Linked DNA regions of Anser cygnoides: region 1 is linked to region 2. A link is a contact called in public Hi-C data. All regions are on one chromosome and are shown on one strand. Each heading gives the region's core, a stretch centred on a gene start, on an enhancer-like site or on the middle of the called end of the contact. The rest is flanking DNA. Distances are from core to core; before and after follow the strand shown.

Evidence for each region. Hi-C and Micro-C count contacts between places; a contact is called where the count stands out from the background.
Region 1: a contact with region 2 is called in a Hi-C map of liver, with 2.0 times the contacts expected there. The contact joins the promoter of EPN2 here to the promoter of FAHD1 in region 2. A contact is called at or near these places in 2 of 7 Hi-C or Micro-C datasets (both in liver).

What each region holds. Positions count from the first base shown.
Region 1 is chr15:2,828,360-2,834,349 of Taihu_goose_T2T_genome, forward strand. EPN2 (epsin 2) reads right to left here and starts at 1,433. Exons shown (of 8, transcript XM_066977750.1): 1 at 1,273-1,433.
Region 2 is chr15:1,842,560-1,849,030 of Taihu_goose_T2T_genome, forward strand. It overlaps FAHD1 (fumarylacetoacetate hydrolase domain containing 1), which reads right to left and starts at 3,585. Exons shown (of 1, transcript XM_013174962.3): 1 at 2,322-3,585. The coding sequence starts at 3,413. The coding sequence ends at 2,742. HAGH (hydroxyacylglutathione hydrolase) reads left to right here and starts at 3,248. Exons shown (of 11, transcript XM_066977548.1): 1 at 3,248-3,266; 2 at 4,223-4,264; 3 at 5,975-6,005.

The sequences.
Region 1 (5,990 bases), core at 183-2,682, 980 kb after region 2:
CTTGTCTTGCATAAAACACAGCAATACAGAATTATGCAAGAGTTCCATATTACCATAAAATATGTATTACAGTGGAGAGAATAATAAAACTGAACCTTGTGGCCTGATTTGCATTTTGAACTCCTAAAGTCAGTCTCCACAGCCTGCAACACCCGCAACATGGCTTAGCAGTCAGAACAAGTACTCTGCATCTCCCGGTGAAAACGTAGGATTCGGGGCATTTGCTTAAAAAAAAAAATACCAAAAAGCAGCACGTCCAATTCGTGGGGATTTTAAATACAACTCAGCTCTCTCCAGATCAGCGATAAGGAAGGGGAAAGGGGGTTGGGGGGGGGGGGAGCGTTACACGCCCCTTGGCCAAATAAAATCGAGACCAAATATCTGCTATCGATACGCCTCGCAGCTTTAAAATCGGCACGGCTCATTGTTGGCAGCCTGCAATAATCCCCGTGCAAATACAATTCACAGCTGCGATACCGATTAATACGGCACGCTAAGTGCTCGAGACCGATCCGTAGCATCGGATCTAGCGCGGGCAGGGCGTTAAGAAGAGAGGGGGGGAAGAAAAAAAAAAAAAAGGAAAATCTCAAATGGATTTAAAAAAATAAAATACATGAGAGCAGCATTCCGCATGCGTTGGTGAACCCGGGCTCGGCGCCCCTCAGGGGGATGCGGGGCCGAGAGGGGGGGAGCGGGGCTGAGGGGGCTGGGTCTTGGGGGGTCGGAGTTTTTGGGGTCTGGGGGTTTTGGGGTCGGTCCCCCCCCCCCCCCCAACGGTTCCCCCACAGCGTTCCCGGCCCGGGGGCGGCCCCGGGGCGCAGTCACCTTTCCCGGCAGCTCCTGGCAGTGCCTCCTGCTCGCAGCCGGGGCTGCCATGATGGCCAGGAACTGTTGCTAGCGACCTAATGGAGACAACAAAGGCCGCCCCGGCCCCGCGGGGGGCTGCCAGCGCCGCCGCCACCCCCCCCCGGACACCCCCGGACGGACGGACGGGCCCCTCCCCAGCCGCCCACCCCCGGCAGGGCCCGGCCCGGCCCTAACCCCGCCGCCGGGCCCCGCTCCCCGCCGCGGGGAGGCCCCGCAGCCCCTGAGAGAGGGGGTGGGGGGGGCCCTGCCCGCACCCCAACCCACCCCCCAGCCCCGGTTCCCCGCGGCTGAAGGGGAGAAGGCTCCGGGGAGAGGGGGGAAACGGAGGGGTGGGAGAGGAGGGGAGGAAAAACGGGGGGCTTCCTCCGCCGCCCCCCGCGCGCACCCCGCGGCTCCCGCACTGACCTGGCGCTGCGTGCTGAGGGGGGGGGAGCGGGGAAGGGGCTGCGGTGTCGCGATGTGGCGGTGTCGCGATGTCCCGGTGCCCGGCCGCCGCCGCCGCCGCCGCCGCCTCTGGCTGGGTTTGACACCCACACGCACCATCCAACATGGCGGCGGCCGGGGGGGTGGGGGGGGCGGCGGAGGAGGCGGAACCGGCGGCCGAGCGCGGCCCCGAGGCGCGGCACCGGGCCGCGCGCGGCGGGGAGAGGAGCGGGGGAAGGGGAAAGGGGATAAATGAGGGGGGTAGGGGCTGCGCTGCAGGTCCCCGCTGCCTGCTGTGGGGCCTCTACTTCCTCACGCTCCTCTCCTTCATCGCCCTCCTCGCCCTCCTCTCCCCTCAGCCGGCCATGGCGGGCCGCCCCGCAGCGCCCTCTCCTCACGGCCCGGCCCGGCCCGCCCTCAGGCCGCGACCCCCCTGCCTCGAGGGCGGACATTTCCTTCTCCTCAGGAGGCGGCCGGGCCCCCAAGGGACCGCCATCGCTGCCCGCCGCCCCTGGGGCACCGCGCTCCCCTCGTCCCCCCCCTCAGGATGGGGTGCAAAATGATGGCATTTGGGCATTTAGGGATGGTTCTGGGTCGTGCCCCCCTCACGATGAGGTGCAAAATAATGGCACTTTGGCATTTAGGGATGCTTCTGGGTCATTCCCCCTCAGGTTGGGATGCAAAACGATGGCGTTTTGGCATTTAGGGACACTTCTGGGTCATCCCCCCTCATGGGATGCAAAAGGATGGCACTTTGGCATTTAGGGACACTTCTGAGTCATCCCCCCTCACGATGGGATGAAAAATAAAAAAGTCATTTTGGCATTTAGGGATGATTCTGGGTGGCGGTGGGGAGTGTGTGTTAACGGAGCTGCAGGAAGACCTCGGTGGTCACGCCAAGGGGAGCTGCGCTGCGGTGGTGGGAGCGTGGCAGGAGGAGCCGGGCAGTCTGCAGCTCGCCTTCTTTTCATTTGGGAGCAATGACCAAAGCAGTGCCCCGGATCATAGGTTGGGAGAGGTCTCCTCGTGGTTCTCTGAGTGTTTGTTCCCATCATAAAACCGTGAGACAATTCGAGGAAACGGGACGTGGCTGTTCTGGAGACAGCGAGGGTCGGTGCAGGTCAGGAGGGAAGCTGGCTAGCAGGACTCATATTAGCGCGGCTGGCTCCAGGTAGCACTACTGGTCATTTAAAACCCAAATTCCTGAGGAATCTTGCCTTATTAAAGCACAATAAGACAAAGGGAAACAGAGCAGAATCCAGCGCATACGGCTGTGCTTTTCAAATGAGAGGAAGGCCAGGCCACGCACTCCAAACTTACAGCCCAGCCCTTCTTCCCTCGGAGCTGGTAGCAAAATTCCCACTGACCTCAATCTGAGAAGGATCGAGGTTTAAATACTGAAGAACATGGACTGCAGCAAAGCAGAGTAAGCTGCATTAAAAGGAACTTGTTTTAGAAATGCTGCAAGTCCAAATGCTTTGAATACCATCTGGTAGCTGGGAAGCCAAGTCTTCTGCAGCTAGCTGCAACAGTGGCTTAGCTGTTAACCTTGAGCTAGGAGAGCTAAGCAGAATGAAATTCGGGGTGAAAAAATAAAGCATCTGCAAGCATCTGACGCTATCAGCAGGAGCTGAAAGAATACTTCTCCCTTTTTGTCTTTAGAAAAAGCAGCAATGGTGGAAACCTAATGTTTCTGTGCGTGTTCATTAATCCTAATGATTAGGTGCTGACAGCTCTAAAGAACAAGAAAAAAGCTCTTGTTTAAAATAAAATGTGCAGAATAAGAGTGTTCCTGCTGCCTTCTCTCCTGCCTACCTGCCTCCCAGGTCTGGACAGACAACTCTCAGAAACAGGTGGGAGCTTCTTCTCCGCTTCCAGCTCCATCCCAGGCGTTTCTTGCGTTCTGTCTACAGTGCAAATGTACAAATAAACGAACCCAGCAAAGAACTCCTACAGCTGGCACACCTGTATCAACAAGACTATTTTCTATCAACCAGATCAAGTCACTCAGCGTGGGCAAAACAAGCCACCCAAGTAAAACTAAGCTCTTTTTTATTACACTTGTGTTAACACCTTAAATCACGGTGTTTGTGCTAGGCTGGCCGTGTTGCCCAAATCAATACAGCTGCACCAGGAGAGATTTGCCCAGGCCGCAGTGGGACGATCCCTTCTGGCGGTCTCCTGAGGACACCCACAGTGGGCACAGACTCTCTGCAGTGGATCTATGGCCCTTCTTGCATATCAGCCACAGCAGGTCACTGCTACTTGTCCTGTGAGTTTAAACCCAGGTGCTAGCGTAGCAAACGTTCCTTCCCAGTTCTGTCCTCTGAACAGGCTGTACCACGCCTTGGATGTTGACCCGTGACACTCTATCAGGTTGTTCACAGCACGTTTCAGTTGTGTTGGCAGAGCCAGAGTTCAAGGCCATTATTGCAACACGAGTTCAGCATCAGAAGCCGATAACCATGGCGTCTCCCCAGTAACTGCTTCGGCAGCAGAGCAGTCCGCATGGAGAAGGCAGATGGAGGCAGCGAACCCCACGAGTGGGAGTAAAGGGGCCTCCATGCCACAATGAGCACAAGGATAACAAGAGGGGCTGCAGCGCGATGCCCGGTATGCAGGAGACTCTTCCAGCAGAGACGAGGCAGACGCAGCCTCTCCCAGCTCTGCCCGGCCACGGCTGCCCTCCTAGCTAACCTAGCAAAGAGCGGCTGCCAGGAAGCCCCAGGAGGGCCTGTTCCACAGCCATAATGTGAATATCGCCCACACAGCAACTGCCGCCACGTGGGGCTGAGCACACCACTAATTAGCTAATGAGTTTGTTCCAAATGTCTGGCCACAGTGTGACTGACAACAGGAACAGCACTTGAGAAGCACTGAACAATGACAAGTACATTCGTCTCTTCTCGGTGACCCCAGCCCCGCATTAACAAATAGGTCACAAACAACAGTGCTTTACAGTGATCTAATCCTCCAGCCATATGTCGGCTGACCGAAAAAAAATACAGAAAAAAAGCTGCACGGAGAATGCCAAAAAGCTCTGCAAAAAAATTCTAAGGAAAACTCGATAAATATATCCCTGCAGTTTGAAATTTGATTTCCTCACTCTATTGTTTCTCATTTCCTGAGAGCTGGCTTGGAGGATCACATTTTCTGCTTCTGTCTCCAGTGCTTGTAACCAAACAAGACTGAATCTCATTATCCTGATGCATGGCTCTAGCTGCATGCAATTCAATCTCTAAATCACAGTCATTTTTGCTCCATTACCAATTTCCCTTCCCACTCCTAACCTATAGGTCTTCAAAGGAATCAATTCAAAAATAGACTAGCATCATCTAATGAAGGTGTTTAATGTTCGGCATTTAACTCGTTATTAAGCAGCCAAGCAAGAACCTGCTTGATGTATCAGGAGGTTGGGCACCCTCCGCTCGTACTGATTCCAGTGGGAGCCTGCATTTCTCAGCATCCCTAGGAAGTCAGAAGCTCCTGCATGGGGTAAAATAAGGACTCGAGTCCTTTAGCACCCAGTCTTGGAAATCTGCTAACTAAATGAGAATATGGGCAAATGCAGTCATTATTGGCCTCAGAGCCAAAGAAGCAAGACATTTCTCAGCAAGCACAGTCTCTCTTCTAAATTTTCTGAGCCATCTGCATATTGCTGACAGTGATATGGAATATATTCAGATTTATACGAAGCGATGTTCACCTCAGATTATTCCCTCCTGGAGTCGTGAATCTTTAGCTGAAATATGCAAAGTCTGAGTTACACTGGTGTCTGCTTTAACTGGATGCATGGATCCACAGGGTCAGCAGCCACACCACATCTATAGGGTTTGTCTAAAAGCCGAGGAGGACCGAAATAAGTTTATTTCCTATCAGATCTAGTTTGGTTTAGATTATTTTCTTTAAACATCATCTACATTTTAAATAAGTAGAGTTACAAAGAGCAAAATCAGGAAGATGAATAGGGAAGAGTGGGCCCAAATAAACCCATGCCTGAGCTCAGCTGGAAACAACCCAAGTTTAATCAAAATAGAGCACGTTTACAGCCAGCATGATGGTTTTAGTTTCATTTGTGATGCAGACAAACTTGTAGAACTGTTTCCACTACTAAACGTTCATTCTGACAAGTTCAAAATTAATACACCTCTAATATGGGCTTTCAAAACAGACCTTTTCTGAATACGTTAGCAGATTCATGAAAAGAGGAGAGAGAATGCAAGCCCAGCACATTGTTTTTCTCAAAATGAATACGCAGTGACAGTGCAAGAGGCGGTGACATTTGAAATGTGCTTAGTTCTAGTAATTACCAAGTGGTGTGTTTCTTTAGAAGCTTGGGCCCTTCTCTTCTGTGGGCACCTTCCCTCATTCCTTTCTCCTTACTGCTCCGTAGGTGCAGTTTCTCCCCGTGCCACATCGAGAAGCCGAGGCCACTGCACTGCTTACACTAAAACCCACTGGAGCCTTAGGGTGAAATTCCACAAGTTTTAATTGACCCAAGTCAGGGTGTTGTGGTTTCTGCCCTTCCTCCACCACCCCCAGCACCCAGACCATTCCCTCCCTACCGCCAGCGCTGGCTAACACCAGCTGTGGTGAGAACTAATCACTTTTTTGGAGGGGGAGGGTTACACTTCAGCCAGTTTAGCTCCCTGAACCAGCTCAGCAGAAGGTCAGACGAGCGCTCGTGTCAGCAGAAAGCC
Region 2 (6,471 bases), core at 2,335-4,834:
ACATAAAGAACCCAGGTATGTACATTTTGCCTTTCTCCAGGTATTTTTTTTTGTCTAAACAACATGGCAGAAAGGAAGCGATGGCAGAAACAGTGAATTTTGACAATCACTACACTCACATTGTACCTTTGCACTTTTGTGAGTCAGAACAAAGGTTTAAATGTACAAATATCGCATGTGTTGGGTCACTGCATCTCTGCTATTGCAGCAATAAACAACTGCAGACTATTAGCTGTTACATCTGGAAAGTGTTGAATGCTTCCAATAATTTTAATCACAACTCAGCTCTGCAATCGATACACAGTGTTTAAGACCAAATTACAAATAGTGCATTGTTGCTGTTGCCATAGACAGTAATGTTTTACAGGCACAAAGGAAAGGAAACAGTAAAGAGAGTGAGTTTCATCCTTCTTCCGTCAGAATTATTCACCCTAACTTCCCTGTTCAGACCAGCTCAGTTTGCTCACTTTGCTGTTTGGCCCAGCTTTTCATTGACTTGCAACAAATTCAGAGCACAGCGTTCCCACTGACTCAAGGAACATTTTGATTTCTACAAGGCAGAGGCTGGTTTTGTTCAGAAGCAATAGCTGAATGTTTATTTCAATTGGCCTTGATTCCTTAAGCGTTGTTTATGTAAAATCTGAATTATGTTCACAGCATTTAGTTATTATAAGGTCTCATCATATAAAAAATTTTTACACACGCTTTAAGCCATTGGCTGATGTTAAAATGCAGAGAACTGAGATGTGTGTGTGTTGGCAGGATTAGTACCTGGTGGTGTTTGGGCATGCAGAGATGTGCTTAAGATGCATGCAGCTGGACAAGCAAAACAGAAAGTGATAGAAAAAAATACATGTTTTGTTATACAACATGTTCTCCTTTCTTTTACCATATGATTGGCAGTATACTGGAGCATGCTGCTCTTTAGCAGAGGTACTTGTCTTTGGGCTGCCATAATTTGTTCTGTAAGACTTCGAATGTACATTTTGAAACAAAACTTCTAGCAGTTATTAAGATCTGGCTTCAGCATTTCGCTTCAGCATTCACAATTATTAAAAAAAAATCCATCTGTTTTTCTCAGAAATTGGATAACTGTGCAGCCTTTGAAAATGGTAAGTGGTAAGTTTTGATGTTCATGGGGAGAGTTTTTTTATTAATATTTTATAACTTGTTTCGTCACTCCTTTGATTTGAAAGAGAGCTCACTGTCATGTAAACTGGTAGAAAATGTAAGATCAGTTGGAGTTTGGAAACGGGACGTGGCTTTTTAACAGCTGGAAATATTTTTTAAAAAACCTTCAACTGTTGCACTGTGTTATGTAAGTAATGGTAATTGCTGCAGTTAGATTTTGATAAAGCATATTTAAATCAGTGAAAGTAAAGACAAGTTTACTGGTGATCTTTACCAATGAGCTTCTTTATCTTTTGTATTATTATACTTTTAGAAGTATATTTAAAGTTTAGTTTAAGAAAATAATCTGCCAGGCATCTGGCACACTTCTGCTGCATAACGCTCCTTGGAGTGGGAGGGAAAGCAATCCTCTTTTAATTTGTACACTTGAAAAATGCATGGAGGAATCATGAAACTCCTGTGAAAACATCTTTATATTGCAGAGTACTCCGAGGAGAGAGATTCTTTCTGAAGCTGTAATTCTTGATTTACTGTTGCATGTGCACCTTTGATTTTATATAGCATGGGTGAGCCTTAGCTCCTAATTTTTATTTACAACCCCAAATCCTCAATCTTGGAAATAAAACCACTGAAAGGAGCCCCCACCCCATGTGACATGTGAGCCTAGGCTTTGAGAATGCCCAAGCGTTACTTTCAAAGTGGTGGCCTACTAAGGGACTAATTAAAACCCTAGATATCTATGGGTTTATAGATTATTCACTGTAATGATGAAAACATATGCAGTGCTTTGCAAAGGCACCTTTCCCCATAGGCTTTTCCACGTTTCATCACAGCTCTTTTTGTTGCAGCTCCCCAGTGATGATGGGCCACAGCACCCAGGTGCAGAGCACCTCTGACTGCTGTTTTGTTGCCCATGAGCCAGCTCTTGGAGCACCAAGCTGCGAAGACCCCACCTTGACAGCTGCCAGGGCATGTAGCTTCACACCCTGGGTGGATTCCAGTCCTCAGGTTAAACTTTTATTTCTCGTTGTGTACGTACGTTTTTGCTGCTTCAATACCTCTGTGCAAGGAAGCCAAGTATATGGGAGACCTGGGAGCCAGGACATGGAAGCCTTCCTGCTAACAAGCAGGTACCAAGGGGAGAGCTGCAGTCCTTACCAGGATCCCAGAGCACTTTCCATACATCACCATTTTAATGTTTCACTTTTTATTTTTTATTTTAAGGCAATATATAGAACAGAAGGGCGCACACACACAGTGAGAGTCTTGCTGCTGCATTTCCTGCCCTGTGTTCATCTCCCAGCACAGTCTGCACAGAAAGTTCCAAGGTACCGTTTAGGTATTAACCAGCTGCCCCACGCTGGGTTGGACTCCTGGCCTGGCCTCCGCTGTACAGCCTCGGAGGAGGCTGAAACCTCCATGGAAATGGGGTTGTTTTGGCCAAAGGTCTTCAGAGCTCATGCGCTACGTGTCCTTGACAACTGACAGTCCAGTAGATGCTTAGGCCATATAAATTTAATTCACGGGACAGTTTGTGTGTCTCTTCGTTCACCAGATACTCCCCAAAAGGCCTTTTCCTACACAGACAGGGGTCCCAGCCGGGCTCTCGGTTAGGACCGCCGCGTTTGCTGTGCCACCTTGAACCGCATGGTCAGGATGTCGCTTATCCCAGCCTCTATCTCATCGTTTACTTGCACAGACCCAACTCCTTCGGGAGTCCCCGTCAGAATCAAATCCCCTTCTTCCAGGGTGACAATTTCGCTGATGTAGCTGATCAGGTAGGGGATGGAGAAGATCATAGAGGAGGTCTCCCCCTCCTGCCTCAGCTTTCCATTCACCTTGAGCCAGATCTTCAGCTTGTGAGGGTCCGGGATCTTCTCCTTGGGCACAAATTCACTGACCGGGCAGGACGTGTTGAAGGCCTTGGCCAAGGTCCAGGGCAAACCCTTCTTTTTACACTCTTCCTGGGTGTCCCTGGCGGTCATGTCCAAGCACAGGGCGTAGCCTGCCACATGCTCCATAGCAGCCTGCTGGGTCACGGCCTGGGCTCTCTTCCCGATCACCACCCCCAGCTCCACTTCGTGGTGCAGGCTGTCGCAGTAGTAAGGCCGGAGAATGGGGGATCCTTCCCGCAGGTAGGCGGAGGAGGGCTTGAGGAAGAAGAGGGGCTCTGAGGGCGGCGCGCTCCCCATCTCCTTGGCGTGCTCGGCGTAGTTGCGCCCCACGCACACGATGTTCCTGCCCCACTCCCAGAAGCGGGCCAGGGGCCGGGAGGAGGCCATGGGCTCGGCGGCTCCTTCACCGGGATGCCCTTGGGGTGTCCTTGCCGGGCCCGGAGGCGCAAACCCTGCCTGCAACGGCGAGCTCCGACCTCCCTCCTTCCTTCCTTCCTTCCTTCCTTCCTTCCTTCCTTCCTTCCCCTGCCTGCTCCCTCCCAAGGACAGGCCGCCTACCCCCCCCCCCCCCGCCTCCTTACCCAGCCCCTCCACGGGGGTTGGCAAACGGCTCGGTTGGGGAAAAAAAAAAGGAAAAAAAAAAAAAAAAAAAGGGCCTGGCCCGGGCGTGCAAGGAGGAGGCGGGCGGCGGCCGGGTGGGAGCAGCGCCGCCCCCGTTGTACGCCGGGGCCGGGGCCGGGGCCGGGGCTGCCGCCGCCGCCGCCGCCTCCCGGGGCGGGGAGCGAAGGTAACCGGGCCGGGCCTGCACCATGCGCGGCGGGGGCTGGCGGAGCCTCGGCACCGCCCTGCGAGCTGGGGCCCTGCTCCGAGCCGGTACGTGGGGAGGGAGGCTCGCCCGGAGCCCACCTGCCCCGGCGGGCACGGAGCGGGGGGCGGCCGGGGGCTGCCCTCGGGAGGGGGGCGGCCGGGGGGTCCCCCTGCCTCCGGGGGGTTCCCCTTGCTCGGGGGGGTCCCCTTACTCCCGGGGGTCCCTTCCTCCGGGGGGGGTCCCCCTTGCTCCGGGGCTGGGCTGGCGGCCTGGGGGGCGCAGCGGCCCCGCAGCCGGCCCCGGGGGGACGTGGGCGCCTGCGGACCCCCCCCAGCCCCGGCGAGCTGCCGAGTTTGACGATGGTTTCTCTTCTCCTTTGCCCACTCAGGGGTGCGCAGAGCTTTTTAAGCTGACTCACAGCCCCAAGTAGGTCAGTATCTGCTTAGCTGGAGCCTGTCTCTGGTGGTGGTTGGTTTTCTTTTTGTTTTTTTTCTTTTTTTTCTTTTTTTTCTTCTCCCCACTGATAACTGATCTCAGGGCTCCTGGAGTTTCTGGACTGCCACGGGTGCTGGTTATGGCTCTGGGGGACAGCGGGCTGGGAGCTGGAATTTTAACCTGAGCTCAACGCGAAATTGTATCGGTAACGTTTTTTAAAAAAAAAAAAAAAAAAAAAAGCCTGGGCTGTGCATTTAAATTTGCGGCCTGAATTCTGAAAGCGTCTCTTTGAACTGGAGCTTGGGCTGGGGCTTGACAGTGTCTCGGGCGAGTCTTGCCAGAGGCCTTTTGCATCACTCCAGCTTTAAGACCTGGCCTTCGTGAGCAAAAATCCTTGGGAGTTACTGCCCGGCTTGGAAACCCTGATGCTATCTTGGGAACAAGCAAACCGAGGGGCTGGCAGACCGAATTTCCCCACTGCAGGGTGTGCACGGGTCCCCGGGCTGGCTGCTGGCGGGGAGCAGGGGCAAGGCGAGCCGCCGTTCCCCGGGGGTGTGCAGCCAACACGGGCTCGCCCGGTGTCCAAAAATATCTGCGTGCAGAGCACATAAAAAAAAGTGAACGTGGTGTTTCTAATTATGTGGCAACGCAGGGATGTACGTCTGGGGATGCATGGGCGGTCACTTTCGTGTCTGTGACAGCTACATTTGAAAGAGCAATTTTCCACTCTTTGCTGTAATTAAAAAAAGAGTAAAACAAAAATACCGTGGAGAAAATGTATAAAGCACCCCTTCGCTGCAGTAACCTATTATTAAACTGCGCTGCTGCCTGCTTGCCCCTAACCTCGAGCGTGCATGCGGTAACATTAATGCTTCCCATGTGCGAACCCTTCCTCTCGGCGAGTCGGGCCGCGCTGACGAGCCGTTCCGCAACACCAAGCGTGCGATCCAGAGGCCTCTGCTGCTCCGCGAGCCCCTGTCACCTCTGCTTCAGGCATCGAGCCAGCGGGGATGTGGCGCAGAACGAGCGAAAATGAAATTACCGGACCTTGATTTTGGAGTAGCCCTGCGCGCAGCACAGTGATCTCGAAACGAGAGCGTTTCGTTAGGTGCAGGGCCAGGGCAGGGGTTAGGAACTGCCTGGGGGTCTGGCGTGAGCAGAGCCGGGGCTGAGCCTGCTCCTCTCCTCCGAGCGGTGCTGGGTGTGCGTGAGGGCTTTTGGTCTGCTCGTCCGACGGGCAGGCTGCAGAGGTGCAGCTCAGCTGCAGATGGGGATCAGAATGAGTTTCACGTTGCATGGATGCTTTCTCCTTCCTTTGTTCAAATCGCATCTCAGAAAACGTTTCCGTATGTGGTGTAGTTTGTTTGTTTGTTGTGCACGAATTGTGAGCTAAACATGCAAAGAGTCTTCAGGATCACGGCCAAGGTTAAAAACGGTTCATAGGAAGAAAGCATTTTAACTATGTGAATAATTCCTTTGAGTTCAAGCTAGGGTTGTGTTTTCTTTTGATTTTTTTTTTTTTATTTTCCAGTTGGCATCTACTGTGCAAACAAACATACAGTAAACGTAGCTCTTGTGAGTGATTACATCCAAAGGAAAAGCGCTCCATGTTATGCTAGAGCAGTTGAGGAGCAATTTTTTTTTTTTCCTATCAAGGAATAGTAAGGATTTGTTATTCTGTTCTTTTTTTTTTTTTTTTTGAAAGGACTTTTCTGCTCCTAAGGACCACTTGGCAGGTATGGATGCTTTCTTTAACACTGTGTGCCTTCCATATCAAATACCCAGAGCATGCCTACACTGTTGTGCCTTGGGATTATTTTTTTTTTGCATTTAATTTTACTACCATCTCCCCTCCATGCCTCCTTTCCAGTACAAGCAGGTGAGGTAGTGGATGCAGAAGGGGAAGATGTTCCAGGGCAGTGGTACTGGAGGGGCCCTGGGGGTGCTGCCACCCCTGTGCCTGGCTTTGCAGCGGCACGCACAGCTGGGAGCTTTGGTCCTGGCCTTGCAGCGCTGTTTGTCCGTCAGCCTCCGGAGCTCCGGGTGGGCTGCAGGCAGCCTGCAGGGCCTCAGCTCCCTGAAGCTGCCTCTTATCAGGACCGACCTGTTTCGAGAGTGGGCCAGGCCGATTAGAGCATGGTGACCCCTCCCTTTGGCACCCGTGGAGGTTACTGAGCACCAAGCGTTGGGCTGGAGGCAGTG